Linked DNA regions of Mus musculus: region 1 is linked to region 2. A link is a contact called in public promoter capture Hi-C data. All regions are on one chromosome and are shown on one strand. Each heading gives the region's core, a stretch centred on a gene start, on an enhancer-like site or on the middle of the called end of the contact. The rest is flanking DNA. Distances are from core to core; before and after follow the strand shown.

Region 1 (3,988 bases), core at 1,250-3,749, 2.8 Mb after region 2:
AACTGAAGAAACGGTGGAGAGAAAAAGGATCAAAAAGACCTCACACGGGAGACCTAACAGCGTCCCGTCAACAAATCCCGTTTAGACAACCCTACCATCTTTTCACTATAGGCTTCTCTCAGAAACCATTCCATTACTCAATAATCTCTTAAGCTCTCCTGGGAAAGGTGAGATACAGCATAATCATCTGTGGGATGGTTGATCCTGAGCCTGCGGGGGGCAAGCTGGTCCAAGACCTTTTCAAATCCACCACATTACTTTGCCTCCGATTCTTACGTGTCCAAGGACAGGGAACCAAAAACACGCCTTTGTAGGAGGATAAGCTGTGTTTCACCCAAAGCCCAGCACCCCCTTCAGCACTGAAGATGAAACTGAGAGGTCTCCAGTATTCATCTGGTCTGTTAGTTGCCTTTGTTGGAGAGCTCTAAAGCCTATATCCCACACATGCTCAGCCTGCAAATATCAGGAACGTCTTTACAGGACAGGACCCTCACCAGCGGGTTTCTGGATCTCTAAGGACTTGCCCTTATACGTATCAAACAGGTTGAGCGAGGAATACTTCTTTCCATCCTTCCCCTTGGCAGTCGGCCCCGAGCGATCGGACATTGCGCTGGAAGCTCATTGAGTACGTTGGGTCCTGCAGGCACCTCCCCCAAAACGAGCCGGTGCCTGTGGGCCAGACAGTAGGCAGTTCAGGTTCTGCCCCTTTCAGACAAAAGCTTAGAAGCTCTCTGCATTCTCTTTAGGGCCCAAATACTTGGTTCTCTGGCTTGTGTAAAACACTACAGTCTCTTAAGCAACCACCATCCACTTGGCTTCCACAGCCCCCTTCCCCCTGACATATCCCAACAAAGAAAACCAAGTAGCAACCTAGTATCTTACCCATCTATCCTTTGTGCCATTTAGAAATGGCAACTAATCTTACACTCCTCCAAAATAATTTCAGAGACATACGATTAAATTGAACAACCAAGTCAAAGCCCCAGAGAAAACCAGAATGAGGTACACAACTCTATCGAGCAAGTACAAGAACTTCAGATTGTCAACCTATTAGACACCAGCTCCCTAATCACGCCCCAGGGCCCTGTGTCCCAGGTTTCATTCCCAGCAGCCTTAAGTCCCATCTGGGAGGTTTGAAGGAAGGTATGCTGGGAGCTTAAGGATTTTTATGAGCTTGCTCTCAGACCAGGAGCTGGTGCCAGACTAAGCCTTACTAAACAACAGGGGCTCCACAGAACCCCTGGATGCAAAATATTCCATCTATTCCTTACATAGCCCCCACACAGGCTCTTGGAAACAATTCTGCTGGCAGAAAAAAACAAAAAAACAAAAAACTAGTGGACCCCATGTAAAACTGAGGAAAACCACAGCATGACGGAGCTACCTCGACAACACCCTGTAACCATGGGCCAGGCAGCAGAGGCCAAACCCAGAACCAACTACCATTTTTATCCTCATCCAGTCTCTTCATAAGCAGTCATTTGTTCCCCTAACAGCCCTTACTCCTCAGGCAGGAAAAACTCTACATCTGAATCCATCCTCGAGTGACCGGGCATTCATTTGTGGGTGGGAACAGTGTGAAAAAGAGATGGAAGATAGCAAGAAAGCATGCAGGCCTAGGATGAAAGCCAAAATCGGGGAGAGAACTAACTTTACCACAAGCCAGAGAAAAGAAGACAGGGGTTGCTCTCTAGGCACTTAAGGAAGGCAATCTGAAATCTACCATGAAAGGGGGAGAAAGCAGAAAAACCGTAGAGCAGACAGATTTCAACTGCTAAAGAGAGAATCAAGCAGAAAGCAGGGAGGGAAGCAGGAACGGCTGAGGAAGGCTGACAAGGGGCAGTGTCAGGGGAGCTCAGAAGAAAAGAGGGAAGAGGAGGAGATAGGGCCATGGGGGGAAAAGGGAACGCAGAGGCTTGGGGGACGCAGAAAGGCGAAGATGCTGGCCGAAAGCGGGGCTCCAGAACCAGAGTGACTCGACGCAAAGACCAAGAAAGACCGGGAGCCATAGCGCCGGGTGGCAGCAAGGGCTCCAGAAACACCAAGAGCCCCTCAAAGGGTAGGTCTACAGGCGGCGGAGGGGCCCCGGGCCGGCCGAGGGGCCGAGGGCGCGACGCGAGCAGGAACCGCGGCCTGGAGCGCGGTCGTGCCCTGAGGAGCAGGCTGCTGGGCCGCGGCCGCCCCCAGCCCTCCACAGCGGCCTGGGAGCGGCCGGCGCAGGCCGAGGGGGAGGGGCAGGCCGGCGGCAGGAGGACAAGATGGCGGCGGCTGATGGCAGCTTCTCCCCCGGCCCGCCGCCGCCGCTGCCGCCGCCCCGCGCCGGAAAGGGCGTCAGCGCCCAGCTCGCCCAGACTCACCTAGCCGGGTGCGTGGGGGTCCGGGACCCGGGCTCAAAGGCTTCCCGGGGCGGATGGCGGCGGGGCGGGGGCGGATGGCGGCGGATGGCGCCGCGCTCGGCTCCTCCCGTCTCCCTCGCTCACTCCGCGGCTGGGCTCCGACTAACGGCCCATCCGGGCAACCGCCGCCCCCGGGAACACCCCCCACCTCCCGCCTCCCTCCGCGGCTGGGCACGCCCCCTTATTTGCATAGGGGGCGGAGCCCTTACTCTCCGACCCCTCCGCTCTTCAGGGCTGTCCCTACTTTAAAAAAATAAAGGCAGTGTGTGGAGGATATTTGCATAAAGGGGAGGGACTTACAGACGCTAGGACGCCGGTTGGCTAGGGAGACGTCTTGGCGTCGGCAGTTGAGACGCGTAGACCGGGCGGAATGCGAGGCCGTTGGGGCGCAGAATTTACACGACGGATGGTGGGAGAAAAAGGATGCGCATGCGTAGTTGGTCCGCGGACGGCTGGGAGCCGAGAGACACGCAGGGAAGGGATGCTAGGCCCCGGTCACTCTCAGCGGAGAAGACGGAAAGAACTGCGACGAATGGAAGGGATTAGTTAGTCGAGGGCGGAGTTACATAGACCCTGGAAGAATTTCAGGTCTGGTGTCCATTCGTGAGAGGTAAACGCGTCAGGGAGGCGGGGCTTTCCAGTTATCAAATCACGTCATGCAAATGAAGTGGATAGGCAAGCCAATCAAAGGGTCCAGAGGAGTGTATCATTGACTTTCTTCGAGTAGGCGTTCTTCGAATGGTTCTGGGTATTTGCATAATATATGCAAACAATTTGAACAAAGGCAAGGAATGACCTACTCTTCCAAATTTTAGCAGCGACTAACTACGGCGGATATTTGACATTTAATTTTTATGCTCAATAGTTTTAAAAACTGTTTTTATAATTAATGTTCCTTCAACAATGAGTTTCAGCTTTAAAGGTCGTACTACTTCCCCTCTTTGTTTCTTAGTACTTGACTGTAGAAATCTTTGCCTCTCACCACACTTACACTTACTCAACATTTTCCTGTGAATTTTTATGTATATTGGTGGGTGCTCACTGGCCTTTACAAACCAGAGGTTGACGTCCAGAGGGCTCGCGCAAACACTTTATTTTTTGAGACATTCTTTTCATCTTTCAGTGAATCTTGATACTTGGATGGCTGAGCTCAGATTCCATATGGACTGGCCAAAGAGCTTGAGATCTTTCTATCTCTGCATCCCGGTGCTGAAGTTACAGACAGGAGTGATCTGCCCAGCCTGGACATGAGTACAGGAGGTCCAAACTTAGGTCCTCATGCTTGTTAGCAAGCATTTCATCCGCTGAGCCATTTTCCTAACTCTAGAAACATTTATTTGTTTTTATTTTATTTGTATGCATATCTACATATATGCATATGTACCAAGTGGGTTCCTGGTGCCACCTGGGTTCTTGGTTCCTGTACCAAGAGGAGTTCAGATCTCTTTGAACTGGAATTACTGGTGATTGTGAGTTCCCAGATGTAGGTGTTGGGGATCGAATCCAGGTCCTCTGAAAGAACAGCAAGTGCTGAGCCATCTCTCCAGTGGTCATCAGTAACAGTTTGAAGTACCAGAGACATGCATGGGATA
Region 2 (3,880 bases), core at 690-3,189:
GTGGGGAGTGCAACTGGAGAGATGGTTCAGTGGTCAAGAGTACTGCTCTTCCAGTGGGCCAGGACCCCAATCCCAGAAGCCATGGGGGTGGCTCATAATCATCTTTACCCTTAGTTTTATAGAGTTACAGGCGCTCACATGGCAGTGCACAGACACACACATTCAGGAAAAACACTCATATGAACAAAATTAAATAAACAAATTTATTAAAAAAAAAAAACACTGAAGGGTTGGAAATATGCTGCTCAATTGTGAGGACGAGAGTCAGATCCTAGAACCCATGTCAGGCGGCTCACTCACAACCCTCCGTTAACTCCAGTTTCAAGGGACCCATGTTCTCTTCTGGTCCCAAGGGGCACCTTCATACATGGCTGACACACTCACACAAACACATACATGTAGATGCAGACAGATACATGTAAATAAAGTAAAGTATGTTGTGGTGGAAGCCATACTATGCGCTTCAGGCTGCAGAGTTGCAGCCCTACCCTTTATCCACTAGATGTCAGTAGCACTGCATACCAGTCCCCCACCTCCACCCCCCCCCTGCCCATACACACATTATATAGATAAGACAAAACAGGACTCCAGATATTGCCAAATGTACCCCTGGGAGGTGTGAGGCAGGCAAAATCACCCTGGTTGAGAACCACTGGCCTAGAGGATGGTTGTTAAAAATCCCAAGGTTCTTGGCAAGCATTTGACCCAGGGGCTTAGGAGGACTGGCATAAAGCTCAGGTTCCATTGAAAGCCTTAAACATTCCAAACAGAATGTGGGTTATCCAGCAACCACTTAAGTTCAAGCCTGAAATACCTCCAGTAAAGTGGGAGGCACTGTCTGTGGCACTGACTGATAAGTTTCATTGGCAAACCCAGGGAGCCTTGGCAACTAACTCACTCAAGAATGATTCTACAGTCACTCAAGCATATTCCACACCCCTCACCATGCTCCTCACCCACCTTCCTCTTTGCTCAAATATCACTGATCTAAGTAGGTAGGCGGTTCCAGCCCAGTATGTTTTACAGCGACAGCTATCTTTACTCTTTCCTATTTTGCTTACATCTCTTCTTAAACGTCACCCTTCCCAGAGGCTTCAAAGCTCTCCGTGTAATGGCTGAATCTCTTCAGGATACCCAAGACCCAAAATAATATATTTATTGTATTTTGTCTGTCCTCGCCTATAAGATGCTTAAGAAATTCTTGTCAGCATTCAGTGTCTATTCAGCACCTGATTCGGTAAGTTGAGTGGAAAGTAGTCATTCGTCACCAGGGTTCAAGCTTGCTCTCTAAAGCTCCCTGCAACGGTTCAGAGCCTTCATATAGATTTACAGATTCTCACCGCCCCCTGGGGGAGTGAGGTAGGGGAGGTTGGCTCTCCCCCCCTCCCGCTTTATACCAGATGAAGTGGGGGGAGTGCCATGAGTAAGGGTCTGCGACGTTTTGCACAGAAACTGCTCAAGGGAGGCAATGGCGACAGCAGCCGCCCCAACGGACTGATCTCAGAAGCTCAGGCCTGAGAAGCGACGTCTTAGACGTGGGTGTCCGTGGGGCACTAGCCAGGGAATGACGAACGGAGGTGCGGGAAGCCTGAACCTAACGTTGAGGCCCAAGACCTACGGTCACAGAAGACACAAGCAAATCCTTGAGTAGCCAGGAGAGTCCAAGATGCCCGGCTGAGGTCAGTGAGAGCCGAAGCTTGAGGGATGCGACCCCGAAGGGAAGAGCCTAAGACGCCATTTTGTGACCACAGAGGGCAATGACCACGACACTACAAGAGGAGATCCTAGCATGACTCAGCCCGTCCTGACGCCCCGGCCCAGAGCGCTGCCTTCACCCTGTTGGGCCTACCTGTGTAGCTCATGGCCGCAGAGAACACCCGAGCCGTGGACACAGACCGCTACTCTGCGCGTCTGACGCCACAACAATCCCTGGGGTCCTTCCACACACGCTCCAGCCCCGCCTCCTTATCTCATTGGCTTCTGCAAACCTCGGACTTCACGCCTATTGGTTTCGCTACCTGTCTATTTTTACACCTCTTCGTGACAGTGGTTGGAGATACTGCCAACCCCCGACGACCCCGCCTTACTCTCCGCCTCCTGTTAACAAAAACCTGCGCCAATAGGCCAAGGGGAGAAGATGGAAAGGTTCGAAGGGGCGGAGCTGCATGCAACCTAGAGGTCCGAGCCCACGCGTGTGCTCGCCTGGTGTGTGCGAGCGAGACACTTGCCAGCGTGAGCAGAGACGACCGTCTTGCGCCCCGCCACTGAAATGAAGTCAAGAATGGTAAAGCCATGTTGAAAGGAGAAAATTAGTATCTAACTGCTAAACAAGGTCCTGACAAACGTTATGTGAGATAACGTTAAAACAAACGAAGAAGGCCATGTGTAGTAGCTGACTTCTGTAACCCCAGAATACCGGAGCCTGAGACAGAATGACTCGAGTTTGAGGTCAGATTATACTATATGAATTCTAAGCCACTCTGGGTTCCAGTGAGTCCCCGTTTCAAGGAGGGGTAAAGAATTAGGGCCAGTTTCACAAAGTAAATAGTAAATATTATTTTCTTATTAATCGTTACATAACAATTAATAGTGTTTGTAAGGATATAGCTTGGTGGAAAAACATTTTATCCTAGCATGTACAGAAGGCCTTATGTGAGCTCTCCAACTGCAAAATAAAGATGCTTTTGAAAATTTTATGTGTATTAGTGTTTTGCTTGCGCGTGTCTGTGTGAGGGTGTCAGATCACCTGAACTGGAGTTTCAGACAGCCCTGAGCTGCCATGAAGGTACTGGGAATTGAACCTGGGTCCTCTGGGAAAACAGCTAGTGCTCTTAACTGCTGAGCCATCTCTCCTGCCTCTCAAAAACCACTTTAAAAATAACTGTTTATGTGTATGCTATTTGTTATACAAGTAGTATATCTCAATGTATCATATATTATTGCAAATGCTTGACATAAGAACCTATGTTCAATGCTCAGCTCCACAAAACGAAAAATGTAACCCAGTACCAGCCTTGTTCTAAGCACTATGCCTGGCTCCTCCTGGCTGTGTGGAAAGTCACCATGGGAGGTATCCTTGGAAGAACCCTAAAAATAAAACAATGGATAAACTACAGCAAGCTCTGCTTCTATGATTCATGTACCTTCTTATGGTTTTGAGAAATGTTAAAGTAGGTGTTCTATTGGTATTAAGGAATGTTTATCAATTCTTTTTAGGCTTATGTATTTGTTTTGCTTGAATATATGTCTATGCAACTACATGCACCCCCAGTGCCTGAGGTGGTCAGAAGAGGGTACTGGATACCCTGGAGTTACTGTGAGCTGCCATGTGGGTGCTGGGAACCAAATCCAAGTTCTCTGTAAGAGCAGTGTGTGTTCTTTGCCATTGAGCCACCTCTCAGTTCTTGTTAGCAGTTTCTTTAGGGGTAATAACAATGGCATTCTTTAAAAGGCCTAGATCCTTCAAAGAAACATACTGAAATAGTTGATATGATAGCCAAAACTGTTCTTCACAATTTAGTTGGGGCAGGGGAGGTAGAGAAGTATAGATTAGGCTGTTGCTGTGATTAAAAGGGCTTGTTTTTACCATTTGTCCAGATACAATGTCCTGACGATAATTTCTCCCCACTTTTGCAAAAGAAAGCCAGTTGCAGTGGACCATGTGCATGTGACCCGGGAACATGCGACATAAGTCCGCTTTATGTGTACTGCCTCTTTGGAGTGCCATACTTTCTGGAATCCTAGATAAAGTACAGCCCCATGATATCTCTAGATCCTGCAGTTTACTTTGTAGCACTTGGTGTGATTTCACCCAAGGTCTTGTTTAATTTCTGATGTCCTCACAGGTTGAGCTTAGCCTAAAAGTTAAGATTGTTTCTTT

What was found. Promoter capture Hi-C pulls out the DNA fragments that hold promoters and counts their contacts.
Region 1: a promoter capture Hi-C map of liver shows a contact between it and region 2, with 2.8 times the contacts expected there. The contact joins the promoter of Prrc2a here to the promoter of Akap8l in region 2. A contact is called at or near these places in 2 of 39 promoter capture datasets (hippocampal neurons and liver) and 1 of 115 datasets of contacts at active chromatin or transcription factors (astrocytes).

Annotation. Positions count from the first base shown.
Region 1 is chr17:35,162,378-35,166,365 of GRCm38.p6, forward strand. It overlaps Prrc2a (proline-rich coiled-coil 2A), which reads right to left and starts at 2,500. Exons shown (of 31, transcript NM_020027.3): 1 at 2,358-2,500; 2 at 495-669; 3 at 1-2. The coding sequence starts at 606. It overlaps Gm23442 (a small nucleolar RNA gene), which reads right to left and starts at 319; the gene lies at 186-319.
Region 2 is chr17:32,348,638-32,352,517 of GRCm38.p6, forward strand. It overlaps Akap8l (A kinase (PRKA) anchor protein 8-like), which reads right to left and starts at 1,940. Exons shown (of 14, transcript NM_017476.2): 1 at 1,850-1,940. The coding sequence starts at 1,862.